Regions from separate parts of the Mus musculus genome. Here region 1 is linked to region 2. A link is a contact called in public HiChIP or PLAC-seq data. All regions are on one chromosome and are shown on one strand. The core of a region is the stretch at or near the end of the contact, and the rest is flanking DNA. Distances in the headings are between cores, read along the strand shown.

The links. HiChIP or PLAC-seq counts read pairs in DNA pulled down with a chosen protein or histone mark.
Region 1: a contact with region 2 is called in an HNF4G HiChIP or PLAC-seq map of pancreatic cancer cells. The contact joins the promoter of Cisd3 here to the enhancer-like site in region 2. A contact is called at or near these places in 7 of 39 promoter capture datasets (the C10 cell line, HPC-7-derived erythroid cells, embryonic stem cells and 4 more), 1 of 15 datasets of contacts at CTCF or cohesin (large pre-B cells), 1 of 484 Hi-C or Micro-C datasets (Th2 cells), 10 of 115 datasets of contacts at active chromatin or transcription factors (CD8 T cells, the HPC-7 cell line, bone marrow-derived macrophages and 4 more) and 4 of 9 other capture datasets (adipose tissue, liver, macrophages and 1 more).

Annotation. Positions count from the first base shown.
Region 1 is chr11:97,683,862-97,687,561 of GRCm38.p6, forward strand. Cisd3 (CDGSH iron sulfur domain 3) reads left to right here and starts at 2,072. Exons shown (of 3, transcript NM_001085500.3): 1 at 2,072-2,354; 2 at 2,640-2,759. The coding sequence starts at 2,241. Mllt6 (myeloid/lymphoid or mixed-lineage leukemia; translocated to, 6) reads left to right here. Exons shown (of 20, transcript NM_139311.2): 20 at 1-1,597.
Region 2 is chr11:97,727,046-97,730,275 of GRCm38.p6, forward strand. It overlaps Pip4k2b (phosphatidylinositol-5-phosphate 4-kinase, type II, beta), which reads right to left. Exons shown (of 10, transcript NM_054051.1): 3 at 2,509-2,605. Among named protein-coding and RNA genes, the nearest start is that of Pip4k2b, 16 kb to the right of the region's middle. Within about 2 kb of position 1,411, at least 128 of the 459 cell types and tissues checked have an H3K27ac peak or open chromatin away from gene starts, as enhancers often do. A contact at or near this core is called in CD8 T cells, the HPC-7 cell line, Th2 cells and 4 more, where this site is marked.

The sequences.
Region 1 (3,700 bases), core at 822-3,321, 43 kb before region 2:
ATTAGGGTCCTTGGGAGGGACCAGGGTTCTGCAAAATGGCTCTGATGACCTCACCTTTTTTTTTTTTAAAGACAAGGTCCCAAGTGCTGGGGTTAAAGGCGTGCGCTACCACGCCCGGCACAAGGTCTACTCTTAATGTAGCTTTGGTCGTCCTGGAACTTGCTATGTAGACCAGGCTGGCCTCAGCCTCCTGAGTGCTGGGATTAAAGGTGTGTGCCACTATGTCTGGCTTTGGTCCATTTTTTTTGATAAAGAGCTTGGTAGAAGGAGAGAAAGGATGCAGATTTGGGGCCATCTCTATCTGGGAGGGGGAGGATGTGGTTTGCAGAGCGGAAGTGGAGTCTCAGAATGCATGAGTGGATCTTAATGTCACCACCCTAAGTGAGAAGAGGTGAGCGGGTGACAGATGCTGAGCCTGTGCCCACCAGGGCAGGGGTGGCTGGGTCATGGCTGATGGATGCTGATCAGGGGGTCATTGGAGCTGGCTTTACAGGCTACTGCTCTAAACCTAGGAGTGACGTGACCTCAGCAACAGCAGTGACAAGCCTTTGTACCTGGCCTTCTGGTCATAACTGCCTGACTGTCAAGCCTTTTAGCTGCAGCTGGTTGGCTGGCTGTCCCTGTGTGTGTGGTGAGTGTGGTGGTGTGAGTGTAGTAGGGTTGTGCCCGTGGCGGGAAGGTATCTATGTAGCACTGACTGTCTTAGCTCTGAGCTGACGAATCCTCCACAGACAATGACACTTTAAGGGTTGCCTTTAAGAGAAGAAATAAATTGTATGTCCCATCCCCCTCTCCCTCATCCCCCAGCTTGTGGGTGTCCCTCTCAAGCTCCTGGGTCTACTGCTGGTGATCCCTTCCCTTCCTTGTGTGAAGACCCAGGGAGTTCCCACCCTAGACTCCTAGGAAGGGCCTAGACAAATGAGAGCCCAAAGAGGCTACCAGTTCCATTTCCTCTTCCCACCCTGGAAATGCTGACCTGTTTTCAGAGACACAGGCCCGCCCTGCTAGTCTCAGTCATCCCAAGAGTGCAGAGGGCCAAAGGGAGTAACAGACTGCTGGTGCCTGGGGAGAGGTGCCCACTAGGACAGAGGGAGGTGGGGCCAGGGAGAGGTGCCCGCTAGGACGGAGGGAGGTGGGGTCAGGGAGTCCCTCTGTTCCCTCCAGCCGCTTCCTCCTGGATTACAGGTGTGTCTAGTTCCCAGCAGACCACCTTGTCTTGACCTACTGAAGCGTTGGGGACTGAGGACCGTCCTCTTTCTCCTGTGTTCACTTTCTCCAGCCCCACTTGGGACTGAAGACCCGAAGGACTGTGGCTCCCTTCCTTCCATCCCAGCCTGTTTCCATGTAGCAGACCCTTCCTAAGGGAGCAAGGAAGGGAAGCCACAGATTGCAAACCCAGGGGCTCATTTTTCATTCTTTCTGAAACCTTTATATCCTCAGCCCAAGAGACGGTGTTCCCCTGCGACCTCCAAGCCTGGAATTGTGCATAGCCTGGGTCTTGTATCTTTGTATAACGGATGTTATTTGTACGAAGGGCAGTTCGTAAACAGCACTTGTTCTTTTAATAAAAGAATGTTTTACTAAAAAAAGAAAATCCAAAGAGACCTTGCTTTGTCTGGCTTTATTGTAGGGAGGGAGATGGGTTCCTAACTGGAGGCCCGAGGGAGGAGGACAGGATACGGTCAGTGACCCCTTTTTCTCAAGTACTTGTAAGAATAGTTCAAACCGGAGTGCACAGAATGTGCGGTGCAGGTGAAGATGCAGACGTCAGAGCCCTGCAGAGTGATAGATCCACATACACACTGACTGCCTTGAACTCTAGAGCCAGGGTGGCACCTGCCGACTCCAGGGCGGCTCGGCCGTGCCCATCCTGTGCGGGCCTGGGCGGTGTCTTCCTTGGGGGCGGAGCGGAGAGGGCGGCGACCCGGACGCGGCTACGCGCAGAGCGGCCATGCGCAGCGTGGGGGACGAGCCTGCATGCTGTGGTCATGCGCGGCGTCTGGGTGAGCGTCCCATCTTTGGTGACCCCTGGCCGTTCGGCCCCGCCTCCACCGGCCCAGGTCAGACTCCACCCCTCGGCCGCGCGTCCCCACAGGGCAGTCTTTCCGGAGGGAGCTCCCGAGTAGATGCCAAGATCCGCAGCGCCTCTTCTTTGAACCTTTTCCCAACCATTAAAAAAAAAAAAAAAAAAAAAAAAAAAGGTCCCACGCTCCTTTGACTTGTGGTCTTTCCCTTCCCTGATGGGCTTCCGGCGTCTCTCCTTCCCCACTGATTTTATTTTTCTGTTTCCAAATCATATCTGCCTGCCTGCCTTGTCGAAGCCGTATCAGAGGCGGGAAATCTCTTCTTGGCTGGTGAGTACACCTCTTGTCTAATCTCAGCACAACTCCTATCAGTTCCCCAAACCTCAAGAGCTACATCCAAGACAGCGACAGGGAGACCCTTGCTCCCAGCATGCTCTAGGGAAGGTTTGGTGGACCAGAGGGCAGAAGGCAAGGAACCAGGTCTCCCACTGAGGGGAGGACAGCCACCTGATTTCAAGCCCCAGAGTTTGAAGAAGAGTTACAGAACCCCCCGCCAACTAAAAGTATATCCAAGACTTGGGATCATCCCGAGTCACTCATCCACCCTGATCATAGGCCCGATGGTTCCCCAAAGACCCAGCCAAGCCAGTGGTGGCACAGAAGACACCCATCAGATTGGAGCTGGTTGCCGGGAAAACCTACAGGTGGTGTGTATGTGGCCGAAGCAAGAATCAGGTGAGTTACTCCTGTAGCTTTTCCTTTAGATGTGACACAGCCTGATCTCTGACGCTAACGGTTAGGCCTGGCAGTGTGACACGCAAACATCCATCTCCTCCTCTCCACGTGCTTGGGGTCAGCATGGTCTATCCTGGGGACTTTCAGTCCGTCCACATTTCCCTTCTTTCTGTATATAGGTGAGATACATACAATTGGGGGATGGGGCTCGATGGCAGGAACCAGCTCACAGGTCAGGGACACCACTATCAGGATGGCCATTGTCAGTGTATGTCCATGTCCCTCCCCAGGAGCCTAGGAGGTACAGAAGGGCCACAGCTCTGTGGCTGACTCAGTCTCCTCGAAGGCTGCCCGCCCTGCTCCTTCCAAGCAGCCCATGTGCCAGGCCTTGGTCCTCACAGCTGGGAGGATTCTGTTCAGTCTTCCCTGATGTCCCCTCCCAGGTCTCTTTTCACCTTGGATGTGACTTTTCCTGCTTGCCTGCTGCCATCCGATGCCATCCCAGCTGTACAGGAGCCCTTCACTGTAGCCGGAGCTTCTCCCTTTCATTCTGGAGAACTCTGTCCTGTTTCCCATGCTGTGGTTGAGACCATAAATCCAGCTCTGGAGGCTTCCTTTGTGGCCTTTGAACAGATATTCCAGAGGGTGGGGCAGTTTCAAGGGCATGCCAGCCAGAGGATTGTGGGTACATGCCCATGCCCTTTAGGCAGGGTGCTGGTTTTCTAGTTTTCACTAGTTCATCTCTCCGCACACTCTGCCCCTGACAAGGCCTCTCCCCTCCTTGGGCCTCTGTCTTCACCATCCTTTGAAGGGTTCTCCTGTGAGATGTGGTGCTCACATTCATAGTGGTACTCTAGGCAGGCTGTTGTAGACACCCCCTTGCTTACAGGCAAGACTGACCCCACCCTACAAAGGCACTGCGCACTGGGCTCTCTCCCTCC
Region 2 (3,230 bases), core at 161-2,660:
AACTCAGAACTTCTACAGACAGACAAACACCGAGGCAGAGGTGCCCAGGGTGGACGTCTCCTAGCCCCTTTTTTCTTAGGGTGTTCATATCCCTGGCTGCAGTGCTTCTCCAGATAACCAGAGCTGCTCCGACCTTTGACCTCAGACGAGGCTCTGTGTTTGATGTGTGACACGTCTGTTCTCACCCCCAGAGCTGCTCTCGAAACTAGAACCGCCTCAGTGTGAGGTGACCGAGTTCTCATCTTGACCCTCACAAGCAATATGGCCTCAAGCGAGCTGCTTAAAGTTTCGACACTCGGGACACAGGGAGACAGACCAAGGGGACCACTGAGTCTCTTGGGTAACAGAACTTAGGAAAGATTCAAAAGGCCCAGCTCAGGGAGCCACGGGCATGGATGCCTCTTTCCTAGGTATTGATCCCATCACTTGAAAGGATGATGTCATCTCTCTTGCCAGTGCCTCCCTTGGGTGGGCCTGCCTCATCTGTGCATGTCGGAAGGCAATGAGAGGGGCCTGTGCTTCCGTCTCTCGTCCTCTGTCCCCCGCTATGCTCAGAGAAGCCCAGAGAGGGTGAGACATGTATATAGACAAGGGCATGTGGACTTCAGGAGGTAAGATGCAGGGGTGATCCTGCTGCCCAGGTTACTAAAATCACACCCGCTGGGACCTGTTCCCAGGGAGGTTCTTTGCCCAACCTTCCCCAATCTCATGAAGTCCTTCTTGGTCACTTAATACAACCTCACAAAACCTTCTGGAGGGGCCGGAGAGATGGCTTAGTGGTTTGAAACATCTATTCCCAGCACATAACAGTAACTCCTACTCCAGGGGAATCCGATAGCTCTGAGTGCCATGGCACTGGCTCACACATACCACACACAGACACACCCGTAATTAAAAATAAAATGACTTAAATATAAAGGCCAGGTTTGATGACACACATCTTGAATCTCAGTACTCAGGAGATAGAGACATGTGGATCTCTGTGAATTCAAGGTTAGCCTGGTCTACATAGCAGGTGCCTGGTTAGTCAGAGCTCCATGATAAACTCAAAAGACAAATGAGCAACAGCAACAACAACAACAATAACAACAACAACCCCATGGGGAACCAGCACTCTCTTCCCAGGGGCAGCAATACCAAGAGGTCGGGAGTGCTGGCATTCAGTAGTAAGGGTGCTAAATTAAAGAAGCCTGTCCTATAAGTCCCCAGCCCAAAAAAGGTGAGTAGGCTGTGTCAACCAGGTGTCCTCTCTCCCTGCCTGGCCCTGTAACAGTAAGCCAGGTGAGGATTGATACACAGCCCTGCCGCCTGCCTTGTGTGCAGCATCTGGGACTCCCGAGCACTTTGAACACATGAGCTAAGCGTCCCCTCCCTGAACAGCAGCCTTGTTGCCCTCATTTCAGCCTTGAGCACGTCATGTGCCCAAAAGGCTATTAGAGGCAGGATGCAGACACGGAGAGGATGTGGTGAGACAGCCCAGGGACAGGGGACAAACCACAGGGGAAGGAACAGAGCCAAGCCACTTGGGGTGGCAGAAATGGCAAGACATTTTCAGAAAAGCAGACTCCATTCAGGTTATGACTGGGTTCAGGGTTTGCTCTCAGCAGAGGAGCTGGAGGCGACCTCAGGACTTCTCAGCCATGGACCTTTCCTCCGGCTTAGGTCCGTCGCAAGCCTGGCGTGTGCTCTCCCCTCCTTCCTCAGGACACTAATAGCTGCCTGTGTGGCCTCCTGAGTGGGGGGAGGGGAAGGGAAGGCTCTCATCTCCAGACCCTGTGAATTCTAGCAGGTTCACAACAGAGCTTTCTGGGGTTTAGGCACTTGTTTTTGATCCCGCTGTGGTATCAGCACAGGTGACTGAAAAAGTCACTGCTTAAGGGCAAAGGAAATCTCCACCTTCACTAGCAGGCTGTGTGCCAGGAAAAGAAGGGGCTCTAAGCGCAAGGTAGAGCCGGTGCAGAGCCATGGCTGCTGAGTCAGACTCTGCTGCCCTGACTGACATTCCCCATAGGCCAGTGGCTTCTAGGACAGGATCATGCTCTGAAGGCAGCAGTCGCCCGTCCCCGGCCCACCACCGGGAAGACAGGGGGCACGCTCAGGAGTGGTGCTCTAACTTGGCAGTAGGATGATGTAGGTTGCTACCCCTGATGCCTTTCTTTGCTAATCTGTCTTACCTGCTTTTAACAGGCCTCCTTGCATGCACGCTCTATCTCAGTCAAACTACCAAGGAAGGGTTCTTCAGCCTAGACTGGGCGTGTCAGACTGACAAAAAGCTGCTCCCACACAGCAATCTCCCGCTGCTCCCCCCTCCCACCCCCCCAAAGCAGGAGCATCCTCTAAGGCTCCTACAGGCTTACCAGTCCTGGTCTGCTGGCACTAGGCGTGAGCTTGGACAGGGAGATGCAGTAGCCCAGGGACAGCTGACACTCTGACCCCTGCCCATCTTGTGGCTTCCTGACCCCCACATCTCTGAATCCCCCTGCTGTGCCAAGACAGCTCCGTACCTACCTGGTAGTCCTGGTCATCGATGCCGAACCTCTCCCTGAGGTTTCGGAACACCATGGGGCAGTACTCCTTGAACTTGAAGCGGCTGGGGAGGTTTTCCCTGGAGGAAGCAGACACAGGCTTTGTGAACCACCCTAACTCAGCCTGAGCAACACCAGAGCCTTCAAAGCGTGGCCTGGAGAAATTCTGGAAGTGAGTCTCAAAATCTGCATTTTATTTTCTTCCTTCCTTCCTTTCTTTCTGTTTGCTTGTTTTTTGTTTTTGTTTTTGTTTTGAGGTCTCACTCTGTAGACCAGGCTGGCCTTGAACTCACCCTCCGCCCACCTCTGCCTCCAGAATGCTGGCGTTAAAAGAATGTACCAGGCTGGAAAGATGGCTCAGCTGTTAAGAGCACTGACTGCTCTTCCAGAGGTTCTGAGTTCAATTCCCAGCAACTACATGGTGGCTCACAACCATCTGTAATGGGATCCAATCCCATCTTCTGGGTTGTCTGAAGACAGTGACAGTGTACCCACATACATGAAATAAATAAATCTTAAAGAAAGAAAGAAAGAAAGAAAGAAAGAAAGAAAGAAAGAAAGAAAGAAAGAAAGAAAGAAAGAAAGAGAGAGAGAGAGAAAGAAAGAAAGGAAGGAAGAAAGAAAGGAAGAAAGAAAGAAGGAAAGAAAGGAAAGAAAAGAGAAAAGAAGAGAAAGAGAATGTACCACTACATCTGGCAAAATCTG